Regions from separate parts of the Gossypium hirsutum genome. Here region 1 is linked to region 2. A link is a contact called in public Hi-C data. All regions are on one chromosome and are shown on one strand. Each heading gives the region's core, a stretch centred on a gene start, on an enhancer-like site or on the middle of the called end of the contact. The rest is flanking DNA. Distances are from core to core; before and after follow the strand shown.

Region 1 (6,941 bases), core at 2,869-5,368, 33 kb after region 2:
ATAAGGATTTTGATGCTACTTGTTCTATTCTAGAAAATATTATTGAAAGTGACTTTAATTTTTCTATTCGCAGGGATGCAGCTGCAACATATAAGAAGTTACATCTTTTGATTTTGTTTTTATCTTACATCTAGTGAAAGAGATAATAGGTATTACAAATACTCTTTGTCAACATCTACAACAAAAATCACAAGATATAGTAAATGTTATGTACTTAATCTCAAACACCAAAACTTTGATACAAAAGTTGAGAGAAGGTGGTGTCGAAACCATTTTTTATTTTGAAAAACGGAGGTCGACTTTAAAACGAAAATGGAGTCGCCACCAATCCTTTTTGTTTAGGTGTGATCGGGTCACCTTGTGATCAATCATTTTAATAAAGTATTTCGGTTTATTAAAATAACGTTTTTGGTCTACAAAAAACTAGAAAACGGATTCGAGAGTCAGTTACACGTGAGGAAAGATTAACACCCTCGCAACGCCCAAAATTGGTACCGTATTGATCAATTAACGTTCTAATGTTGAAAATTTGAAAAAGATTTTAAAATATAATTCCTTTAAAACGTTTGGATAACTTGAATTGGATATTGAGATTTTCTCGCTTAAAAGGAATAAAATATCATATCCAGCACGATAAGACAACATTTCAAACCCTCGATACAAGATCATCTTATAATTTCCAAAACTCATGCATTTGAAATTTCAAAAGGATATTTGGCTATCTGGTCAAACGGTAAGTCGAAACCCAGTACGATTGGGCACGATTTCTCGAATTTCCAAACACAAAATATTGCCTCATTTTAATTTAAGAAAACATGGATGAAATTTCAAAAGAATATTCAGTTATTCGGTTGAGCAAAAAATCGAAACTCAGCACGGTAGGGCACGATTTCTCGAATTTCCAAACACGAAATTTTTCTTTATTTTGAGAGTTTTTTAAAATGAGGATGATTATAAAAATGATCTATAAAATAATGTTAAAAAAAATTAGTATCTATTCAAGATAAAATAATATATAAAACTCTTTAAAAATAATATATAAACAATTCAAAATATATAATGTGTAAAAAAGAGTTTGAAATATATAATATATGAAAATATCAAAGTAAATAATGTATAAAAATTTGAAATGAGCGTTATATAAAAAGTTAAAATAGATAATAACAAAAAAAGTAAAAAAATAGATAAATAAATAGAATGTTAATAACAAGAGTGAAAAACATATATATAAAAAATAATAATGAAAATAATATTAGTATATAAATAGAAATAAAAATATAATAAATAGAAATATAATAATAGTAGAAATATAAATAGATAAATAAAATTAGATAAATAATAATAGTATTAGAATAACAAAATAAATATAAATAGAAACATAAAAATAATAGCAATAATATATGAAATTAGTTAATTTGATAATAAAATAGCGAAAATAAAAAAGGATTAAATCGAATTTTAAAGCAAAATTCTGGAGCAAATCAGAAATAAATAAAAGAAAATGGACCAATTTGAACGTGCAAATAACAAGGAGGGACCAAAAGGGAAATAATCCCCACCCTCCAAAACACACAGCTTCAAGGAAGACCAAAATGTAGTCAAAACAAATTTTAGGGCCAAAATCAAGAATAACGAAAACTTAATTGCAAAACAAATAAAAAAAAAAGAAAGGCTAAAAGCAATCGAACGAATTTAGAAAAAACAAAGAAATTGAAATGAAATGGACAAAATTCCTACGTAATTGAAAGAGAAAAGAAAATAATTCAATTCCAATGGAAATAAGAAAAGAGAGAATAATCCAATTCCAAATTGAAGTAGGAAGTTCCCTTTCAAAGAACAAAACACCTCTATTTATATACATGGAGTTTACTAAAAATAGCCTAAATAATTTAACAATAAAATAAAATAAAATAAAAATCATATCTTCCTATTTTTAGCTTTTTACCAAGTCAACAAATTTTGATAACTCCTTGGCTTTCTCCATCTTTTTGATTTTGCCATAATTTAATGATTGTCTTTCAATTTGGGGCTTTTTTAACTTGTTTTCGACCGATTGCATCATTTGGCTTCAGTTATTAATTTTTGGGGGCCTAGGCCAAAATTTGCCTATTAGAGATGGTTGGGACAATTTGTTGGAAGTTGTGAAAGTATTTTGTGAAAAGCACAATATTGAAGTTCTTGATATGGATTCTCCTTATGTGGTAAAACGTGGTCGTCACCAACATGTTGATTTCAATATGGAGCACCATTATCAGGTTGAAATATTCAATGCTGCTATAGAATCTCAAGTCTTGACCTAAATAGTAGATTTAATAAATGGGCAATTGATCTTCTTACCCTTAACTTCACTTTGGATCCTAATGATGCTTATAAATCATTAAATGTGGATGATATTTGTTGTATTGTGGAAAAATATTATCCTCTTGATTTCATTGAGCAAGAGAAAGTAATCTTGAAGTATCAGTTGCAGCATTATAAGCAAAATGTTCCAAATCATCTAAAATTGTCTATCCACAATCTCTGATCTTTGTCAAGAATTAGCCGAGACACGGATGTCAAAGGTATATTTTCTTGTTGATAGATTAATTCGTCTTTTGTTGACTCTTCCTGTTTCAACTGCAACTTCAAAAAAAGCATTTTTGGCAATGAAAATTGTCAAAACAAGGCTTCGCAACAAAATAGAATATGAGTTTCTTACAGATAATCTTGTTGTTTATATTGTGAGAGAGATTGCTGAAACTTTTGATTCAAACTCTATATTTAGTAGTTTTATTTCCTTGAAAGAACTTCGTGCATAATTTTAAGTAATGATATATTATTTCTTTTTAATTGTTAGAATATTGCTTCTTTTGAATCGATTTTTACATAGCATGTCTAATTTTAGCTTAGTCCCCCAATATTAACATCCTGGCTCTGTCACTGGCTATAAACGTGGTAAAATGACATGATGTCGTGTTTTTCCTATAGATTATATAACAATAGTCAAGTTTCAAATTTAGTTTCTATATTATGTGTAAATTTAAGATATAATCTTTATATTTTAACTTTTTGACATAATTTTTTGTTATGTGAATATTTAAAAAAAATCAAAATGCCACTTTAACAAATTTAATGATATTAATAATTAGAGTTAGATTTATAAATTTGAAAATAAAAAAAAAATTGAATTCTCAAAAAGTAAAAATATACATAAAATATTATGAGAAAAAAAATGATGGTATAAGTAAACAGGTGTCAGAACTTAAATTAGCTACTTGAGAGGTAGACACAAAAATTGATAACACAAAGAAAAGAGAAGGGTAATGATTAAATGAAACCGCAAAATATCACAAAACCAATGGGCACCCCCAGGATTCTTAATGCTTTCCCCTGCCCTTCATACCTAAACCATTATTGCTATTATTGCAATTGTAGCTGATTTTTTTAGGTATACAAGTTTTCACTGTATGTATGAGTGGTGGCTGGAAAGGATTTTTACATAATAAAAAAATATTAAAATTATAGTTTATCTTTTAAATATTAATAAAATTATAAAATTTTGACTTTAAAAATATTTTTTAAATTGTTATATATCTATATTATTATTTAAGTTTTTAACTGATGTTATATTTAATTGAGTCACTAATTTAATTAGAGAAATTACAGACATACCCTTTTTTATTTGAAGGTAATTTAATGAGGGTAATTTAAAATATATTTAAAATTCATGGTTTTAGACCAATAAGAATTTTAATATTATATTATTACTTTTACTTTTTCATCATGGGAGTGGGTGAAGTTTCCCCAAGTCATTGATTAATAGTAATAAAGAAATTTAATTATTTAATTCAATAATTAAATTTCTTTTAATAAATCTAACATATTAATACAAAATTTTCAGACCTCCAATCTTCCAATTTGATCGTGATATGATATCACCCTCGAAGCTTTGATAACGGACCTACTACCTACCATTGATCTCCCAGTCATTCGCCACGTGTAATCGATCAATAGCCCCTAAAGCGCTTTCATATAATCATTAAAGTAGGGTATAAAAACTTGGGTCAAAGTTTGAAACGCTGCCGTCCCCTTTCAAAATTTATTGTTTTATAAGAAGATTTTTATAAAAACTAAAATCCAAAGAAAGGCTGACACAAGAACTAATATAATAAATAAATAAATAAAAGTTTTGGACATTAGTCTCATTCTTCTGCTCTTATCCATTGACATTTAAAACGATTTCTTGTAATTCTGCTTGTATTATGTGTTAGATTAGAATTAGATCTATCATCTATGCAATTACCACTTGCTCATCTCCTTTCAATCCTTTATCTTTCTGGGTTTGTGCTCTTTCTCCTTATTCTATTTTTCTCTTCTCTTCTCTCTCTGTTTATCATCGGGTATGTTTAATTTGTTGAATTATGTTTAGATTAGTTGACCTTGTTGCATACACCGTTTCATTGCCTTTTCTGTCTACACTTCTCTGAATATCTCGTTGTTCAATGACTCAGTTTCTATACATCGAGTTTATTAGTGAATACGATTTAGATTGTAATTTTTTATGTGGCCTGAATTCAACTGCTTTCTTTTGTTTACCTGATTTGATGATCTAATGAAGGTCATATCTTGAGGAAGTATCTGAACTTTACTTGAAATGAATGACAGTGGGTGAAATTAGGTTTTCAAGTCAAATTAGGTTTTCAAGTCTTATTAAGTACTACGCCTCAAATAAACCCTTTCATCACAAGTTTGTATTGGCTGCATTTGCAAATGTATGGTTCTTGTGTTTTATAAGTTGTTGTATTGACTTATTTATAAATCTGCCACTTCCATTTTCTATTTTTGGCTTGAGAAGCATGGTGTATGGTGAAGTCATAAAGTACATTTGAAATAAAATGCTCTTTTAAATTTTGATTTAAGGCAATGAACTTAAGGTTTGCTAAGCATGCATGATGGTTGAACTTTTTTGTACTTCATACAGGGGTAAGGACATGTATTATCTGATTGTATTTCTTAAGTAATCATTGTTGGAACCTACGATTTCCAATATGGTTACTGCTTGGTTTTGACTGCTGTGGCAACTTATAAAATTTGTCTTAACCATGTCTGGTTGGCTGGTAGTTTTACTGATTTAGTGAAGAATGAGGATTTGAAGTTTATCTTACTTAATTAGCTAGAGTAATAATCTCATTTGCAACAAATTATTTTTGGCAGCTACATGTGTCGACAAGGAGTGTAATGGCAGCAGCTGAAGCAAGGGCTGTCTGGCAAAGAACAGCGAATCGTTGCTTTGTCCAAGAAGATGCCAAAAGAGCTCCCAAGTTAGCTTGCTGCCAATCATCATCTCATTGTAAACAGGCTGATTCTAGCCCCACTGGTGTAGCAGATGCTCGTGATCACCCTGCGGTTGATCTCAATGCTCTCAACAGGAACCCTTCCTATTCCAATCTACCGCTTGATATGAGGTGGTGGCTTCAGTTGCAGCCTAGCTATGGACCCCAAAAGGGTTTAACAAATGAGCAGTTATATGCCTTGGAGGATGAAGTGGAAAGTTTGAAAGCTGAAATAAAGTCTCCCTCCAATGTAAGTAGAGTTCACCCGCATGATGCACAAGATGCTTCTGGTGTTGACAGAAAAAAGAACAATGGAGGTTCTCTTGATTCAACTGAGACGGTGCGAAACTATGAACTTTTGGAGATGGAATCTGTTGAATGCCATGTTTCCAAAAAAATCAATGACTGCTGTTACGATCCAGAGTCTCCTTGGGCTGGGGATGGGAAGGCTGAGCCATGGTGGCGCACAACAGATAAAGATGAGCTTGCCTCTTTGGTTGCACAGAAGTCGTTGGATTTCATTGAGAATTGTGATCTTCCCCCACCTCAGAAGATGCATGTAAGAAGGTACTCGTGTGCATCTTCCGGTTCTTATGGCGGTAATGAAGTGTCTTCTTTGGGTCGGAAGTCTGAAGCAGGCCCTATGCTTGGTCCAATCCTAAATGCGCAGGGCTCTCCTGATTCTGTAAGAACTCTTGGAAGAAAGATGCAGTGTGCTTCCAACACACCATTCAGGTATTTTTTTAATAATAGTTTCAAGTAGTGGTGTTATTGATTTCATTGATTAATGCTTTGAATGAATAGGTTAAACGAGTGTCTAAAATAGGAACGGCTAGCCAAAATGGCTTCTTAGATGTGCATTGTTCTGCATCTCTAGCCAACCAATAATTAAAGAAAAACCATTGATTTTATCTCTGTTGTTCAACTGTATTTGATAGAACAATCCAAAAGGATATTATAGCGGAAGTTACGGAGTCTGATCCTACCACAGCTCAGCTGTTAGATGCACTTCGTCGCTCACAAATCCGTGCTAGGGAAGCTGAGAAAGCAGCAAAACGAGCCTATAAAGAGAAGGAGCATGTCATCAAGCTTTTCTTCAAACAAGCCTCACAACTCTTTGCCTACAAACAGTGGTTCCAAATATTGCAGCTAGAAGCCCTTTTTGTCCATACCAAGGATAATGGGCAGCCAGTCTCCCCTCTATTTCCTGTAGTTCTTCCACCTACGTCCTACAACAGTAGGAAACTGCGAAAGAGCTGGCAAAAGACTGGAAAAGGTAATCGAGGGAAGCGTGGCTTGCCTAGACCAGACTTGACCAAGTATGTCGTTGCTTTTGCATTGGGGCTGAGTCTTGTTGGTGCTGGTTTGCTATTGGGATGGACTGTGGGGTGGATGTTTCCTTTCTAGAGAATCAGAGAGATCAATTAATCCCCTTGCTTTGGTTTGCAACAAAGAATGGCCAGATAATTTGACTAAATTTGTTTTCCATATATGAACAATTTCCCCCGTTAATTTTACACGTATTAAGCCCTGTATAATGTATGTATCTAGTTATTCACCTTTCTGTATCTATTGTTTGTTTTTAGGTCTTTATTTCTTAGTAGCGTACTTTGGATGCATAATTGATGT
Region 2 (6,382 bases), core at 2,810-5,309:
GTCCTGTACTGTGATAGCCAGAGTGCTATTCATCTTGGTAAGAACTCAACTTTTCATGCTAGATCTAAGCATATTGATGTGAGGTACCATTGGATACGAGATGTTCTTGAAGCTAAGCTGTTAGAGCTTGAGAAGATACACACTAATGATAATGGTGCTGATATGTTGACGAAGGCCTTACCAAGAGGAAAGTTTGAAGCATGTTGTTTGACCTCCGGTATGGAGGCATTCCCCACATAGTTGGAGGGGGAGATTTGTTAGGTGTGGGTTCCACTATGTGGGAAACCCATAATTTCTGCCACATTTTATTGTCTCTTTTTGGTTTTGTCAAAAGCCATTTTTGGGGGGCTTTTAACGGGTGATCTGGGCAGAAATTTTTGTAGAGCTAAACAAAAAAAAATCTCAAATTAAAACAGAGAGAGAGAGAAGAAAATTTCAGTTTTTCAAGTTTGGTGCAGCAGTGATCAACTCTTCGATCGAAGGTTCATCCGTGGTTAGATTGAGCTGATTTTTGGACAAAAGCTAGGTGATAAGGTGTTCTTGACTTTGTACGGTCGGATTTTTCATCCGAGACTTGTAGCGTCGGAAATACCCATTTTTCAACAGCTACGTTTTTGGTGATGTTCTCTCATTTTTCTCTCTTTTGCTAAAGATTACATATTGTTAGCCTTGTCGGAGTTGAATGCTTGTTGTAGGCTTGATATTGTGATCTTGTAGTTGAACATTTGATGATAGTGGAACTCTTGATCGGACTCTAAAGTCCCGTGGTTTTTACCTTTGATTTAAAGGGGTTTTCCACGTAAAAATACCGGTGTCTCTATTTATTTATTTTTGTTGTGGTTGCATTAGTTGATTTGTGGTTGATTAAGGTTGCTAGAGAACATATCTTGTGCTATTGTGATTGCCATAATTTTTGACAGGAGTTATAAGGAGAGAAAGAACACCGGTTGTGCTTTCGCTTTGTTTCGATTGTTCGGTTTCTTCCCAACACTTGCACGTCGTGACGGCCATATATAGTAGCTTGGGGAGGTTTGAGGAAGCGGTTCCGGTTTTGGAGCGGTCCATTGATGTGACGGATGATGCACTGGCCAAATTTTCTGGGTGCATGCAGTTAGGGGACACGTATTCAATGATGGGTCGACTGGACCTGTCCATTAGGTGCTACGAGTCTGGGTTGAGGATCCAGATTGAAGCTCTTGGGGATTCGGATCCTAGAGTTGCTGAGACTTGCAGGTAACTGATCCCATTCCTCCCTTATTTACTAATTTACAGTTTTCTTGGTTTCTTGGGACCTGGGTCACTGCATTATGCATGTTTGTCTTTGGTTTGGAGGTTGAAAGTGGGATGATTTCAAAGTAATATAATAATTTCTGTAATTGGATAATATTTTATACATTACTAATTACCAATCATTTGTGCAATTGGGTAAAATTTTATCTAATTATTAAAATTGCAATAATTAATTTAATTGTATAATGTTTTGTGTAATTGCGAAATTACATTAGATAATATTTTGTATGATTAATATTTATCAAAATTCGTTACAATTATATGTTTTTATAGATTAAATCGGACTTATGTATGATATATTCTTTTTCTAAATCTGATTCAAAATATCTTAATACCAAAAATAATCATTTCACTAGCCTGATTAATGGACCGTTTGTGTATCTTGCTCCGTACCTGTAGGTTTAGACATTGTCTCTGTCATACCTAAATATGGTGTTAAAAGTAAGTAGCATAGGTGCACATTATGAAGTGACTGAAAATGGCAGGTATTTAGCTGAGGCCCATGTTCAAGCCATGCAACTTGACGAGGCCGAAAATCTCTGCAAGAGGACCCTTGAAATCCACAAGGAGCACAGTGCACCAGCATCCCTTGAAGAAGCAGCTGACCGCAGGCTTATGGCTCTTGTTTGTGAAGCCAAGGGAGACTATGAATCTGCCCTCGAACACCTCGTCCTCTCCAGCATGTCAATGATTGCTAATGGTCAAGAAAATGAAGTGGCTGCCATTGATGTTAGTATTGGCAACATCTATTTGTCCCTTGGCAGATTCGACGAGGCAATCTTCGCCTACCAGAAGGCACTTACGGTATTTAAATCCACGAAAGGGGAAAGCCACCCTTCGGTGGCTTCGGTCTTTATTCGGCTTGCTGATCTTTACCACAAGACTGGCAAGCTAAGGGAATCCAAATCCTACTGTGAGAATGCCTTGAGGATATATGCAAAGCCTGTCCCTGGAACTACATCGGAGGGGATTGCTAGTGGATTGACTGAAGTGTCAGCCATCTATGAATCTTTGGATGAGATTGAAGAGGCTTTGAGGCTCCTTGAGAAAGCAGTGAAGTTACTGGAGGACACTCCTGGCAACCGAAGCACGATTGCAGGAATTGAAGCACAGATGGGCGTGATGTTCTACATGGTTGGGAGGTATGGGGATGCTCGAATCTCTTTCGAAAATGCCGTGGCAAAGCTCCGTGCTAGTGGGGAGAGTAAATCAGCCTTCTTTGGAATCGTATTGAACCAGATGGGACTGGCAAGTGTGCAACTTTACAGAATAGACGAGGCCATCGAGTTATTTGAAGAGGCAAGAAAGATATTGGAACAGGAATGCGGCCCATGTCACTTAGAGACTCTTGGAGTTTATAGCAACCTTGCTGCCACCTATGATGCCATTGGAAGGTAAGCATTATTCCGCATTCTTTCCCTGTTCTTGTTCAAGTCATTGTGGGTATCTGTATTTATTATCGCACTGCATATGCTTTGAAGATCTGGTTACATAAGCAGATTACTGGGACCTCTGTGTTTGATATTTCCGAATAGATGACGTCTATGTGGCTGCTACATTGAACATGGAGTTTTATTTGTTGAACGCAGGGTGGAAGATGCAATTGAGATATTGGAATACATCCTTAAAATGAGAGAAGAAAAGCTGGGAACAGCAAATCCGGAGGTAGATGACGAAAAGAAAAGGCTAGCAGAGCTGCTGAAAGAAGCAGGAAGGAGGCGGAACAGAAAAGGAAAATCACTTGAAAAACTACTTGATGCCAGAAGTGCCAAGAAGGAGAGTGCAAAGAGGTGGTCAACTTTTGGTTTTAGAACTTGATTGAACCAAGCAAGCAAGCATCGCACCTCTACTTATGTTATATCAAATAGTGGAACAAATATATATTTTCCCCTTTCAATTTAGTGGACCCTTAATTTCATATATATATATATATATATTCTTTTTCCTGTTTACGTTTTGATAGTTGAATCAAACATGGATAGGAATTGGATGTATAAGTTGTAATTTCCAGTTGTCGATAGTTTTATTGATCAGGATGAGTGGATTACCTCGACCAAGATTCTTCCAATCCAAAGAAACGTTATGCGCCGTGGGAGTGGGAGTTTGTGTTTCAAAACTATGGTTACTAAAATTTTATAAAATTTTAAATAATGATAAACCATGAGTTATAATAAATTATTTTTATAAATTTTTTATTGAAATATCATAATTTTTAATATATTTTTTATTTACAACGTCATGTATAAAATAATCATTTTATTTTCTAAAAAACCCATTTTAACGATAATATTAGGCACTTAAAAGTTAAATTTTTTTAAAAAACCATTGAGTATTTCTCTAAGGAAAAAAAAAAGTAAGGATAAAGTAGTAACTTCTCGAGCCAAATCAATGTTTTAAAATGGCTTGTTGCTTCTCAGAACTAATTAGAAGGTCAAATTATAAACTTACTCCTCATTTATGTTCAAATTACATCTCCTAGCAAAGCTTTTTACAGTAAACTATGGAGATTGAAATTTCCTAGTAAAATACTGTTTTCCCATTTCTCATGTTTAATTGTCAAATGGGTGTTAAACTAAACAAATTCATCAAAAATCTAGAATTTTAACTTAATAATCGATAAAACCCAAATCCCAAATGCCCTTCCTTGATTAGAAAGCATAATCCCATTACGAATATCATGAAACCCAGATTTCTTTTAGCTGAGCAAGTAAAAAAGTGATGGAAGAAATCAGTCACTTTCCTCACCATCTACCTGCAATCGTCGACTGGGATTGGATGAAATCCATACAAGCTGGACTGTTCATTCAATGGATGAAATATCCTTACAACCCAGTCCCAGATCTAAAACCCATATTAAAATCCACAAATTGGAAGAAAAAAAAACCCCACCATTTGATCATCAAGCTAGATCTGGCAAAGGGCTTGGAAGAGACAACAGTGTTGAGGCTGGACTTAGACTATGAATAGGCAACAATGGATTTTGAAATCAAAAAGAGGAGGTTGTTGATGTGGCTGAAGATTACTATAAGCTATCATCAATGGCGGGAAAAAATAGAATTTAGAAGTAATTAATTATATTGAATTTTTTGGTTTAAGAAATTTTAGTTCCAAAACTATTTAGTTTTAATTTTGATTTAATTTTTGTAGATCTTTTAAGAGATTCTAATTAGATGTGCTGATGAGTTGGGTCGGGATTAAGTATGATATTAATATATTTTATATTTGCCTAAGCTTGATCCGACTCGAAATATGGGTCTAAAATTTTGTCAAAATCCGTCCACATCTGTAAAAAACTAATCCAATCTCATTTTAGTCTCGTCCATATTTTAAAAAAAAATATTTTGTATTATATTATTTTAATATTTCATAAAATTTTACATATATTTTTTATTTATTGAAAGTTTTTATATGGATATCTTAACATTATTTTAAAGTTTATATTAGAGTAGTATTATATATTTAGTATAGGTTTATTTTTTTAATGTGCTCTAATTTACATAATATAAAGTATCATAAACTTAAAAACAGGTCAGGTTAGGCTGGGCTCCAGCCTTGAATGTTTAAACCCGAGCCTGACCCATATTTTAAATGAGCCTTTTTTTATCCCAAACCTAATTTTCAGGCCTAATATTTTTGTCCAAACCTTTCCAAATTTCGGACGAGCCTTCAGGCCTAGGCGAGTAGCCTAACCCATGAACAGGTCTAATTCTAATATATGTTTTTGTTTTTTTACAAAATTTAAATATTTTCAATATTTTTTTAGATTTTAATTTTCTAATTTTTTTAAAGTTGTCAACATTTGCCATATGACCTATTTTAAGTAGCTAACATGTTAGTATCATTGGCCAAAATATGTAACCAAACAATAGTTCAGGTATTAAAATTTGATTAAAGAAAAAGGTATCAATGTAAGTGTAACACCCCTTACCCGTATCTGTCGCCGGAATAGAGTACGAGGCATTACCGAGAAGCACGAAACACTTACAGATAATTTAAATACATTTTCATAACAATTTGTTTCGATTTCATACTATTTCATATTTAAGCTTTATTCACTAAAGTATTTAAAATATCATCTTTATGCAAATAGCACACATGAGGTACATAATTCTATAATTATGAATGAACACATTTATCAAACATATTCCATGTTTTTATATATATCATAGTTTCATATTTCCATGTATCAATTACCATCACTTCCTCGTATTTCAGACAAATACGTGTAACAATTCATAAATATGCAATTCATTAACTCTTCCTACTAATTATGATTTAAATTGCCAAATCACTTATTGAGCCCAATTTCAATGTTCACTAAAATTTATCATATAAATTTTGATGTACGTATTCACCAATAAATTCCATGTACAAATATCATCATCTTATATTTCCACATACATTTGCTTTCCACATTTATGAATTCAAATAGCATATACAATACATACCAATGTATTTCAAGTACGTTTTCATGATATTTCATTTCGAACTCAGATTATTTCATACTAGAAGTTTTCTCATTAACTCATTTGGAGTACCAATTCATACGGATAATACACTCAAGGCGTAGAAATATATAATCACAAATGAATTCATCCATCAACCAAGTTTTATGCTCATGTCTCATCAACTCGTATTTCCTTATGTCACATAATTCCATGTAATACTTACCAAACTTCTTCAAATTAGTGAACATCTTACGGAATTGAGTACTTCATTTTTTTCGATGCTATAGTTCAACTATGGTCTTACACATCTTTACATAATAATGCCATAGCCCAGCTATGGTCTTACACGTAATCACATATCTCACTGATGTCATATCCCAGATATGGTCTTATACAGTAGCATATATCACAACGATGCCATATCCCAGATATGGTCTTATACAGAAATCACTTGTCACTTGTCACTTGTAGCCAAAGCTACCACTATTCACTGATCAGGTAGCTGGTGCTACCATTTTTCACTGATCAGGTAGCCGAAGCTACCACTTTTTACTGGTCAGGTAGCCGAAGCTACCACTTTTCACTGATTAGGTAGCAGAAGCTACCACTTTTCACTGATTAGGTAGCTGAAACTACCACTTTTC

The links. Hi-C and Micro-C count contacts between places; a contact is called where the count stands out from the background.
Region 1: a contact with region 2 is called in a Hi-C map of fibers, with 2.3 times the contacts expected there. The contact joins the promoter of LOC107952964 here to the enhancer-like site in region 2. A contact is called at or near these places in 5 of 34 Hi-C or Micro-C datasets (cotyledon, fibers and leaf).

The regions. Positions count from the first base shown.
Region 1 is chrA07:30,196,610-30,203,550 of Gossypium_hirsutum_v2.1, forward strand. LOC107952964 reads left to right here and starts at 4,119. Exons shown (of 3, transcript XM_016888174.2): 1 at 4,119-4,319; 2 at 5,194-6,047; 3 at 6,251-6,905. The coding sequence starts at 5,218. The coding sequence ends at 6,719.
Region 2 is chrA07:30,163,597-30,169,978 of Gossypium_hirsutum_v2.1, forward strand. LOC107952965 (protein KINESIN LIGHT CHAIN-RELATED 1) reads left to right here. Exons shown (of 5, transcript XM_016888176.2): 3 at 934-1,233; 4 at 1,776-2,684; 5 at 2,880-3,342. The coding sequence ends at 3,108. Among protein-coding and RNA genes, the nearest start is that of LOC107952965, 8.2 kb to the left of the region's middle. Within about 2 kb of position 4,060, at least 5 of the 9 cell types and tissues checked have an H3K27ac peak or open chromatin away from gene starts, as enhancers often do. A contact at or near this core is called in cotyledon and fibers, where this site is marked.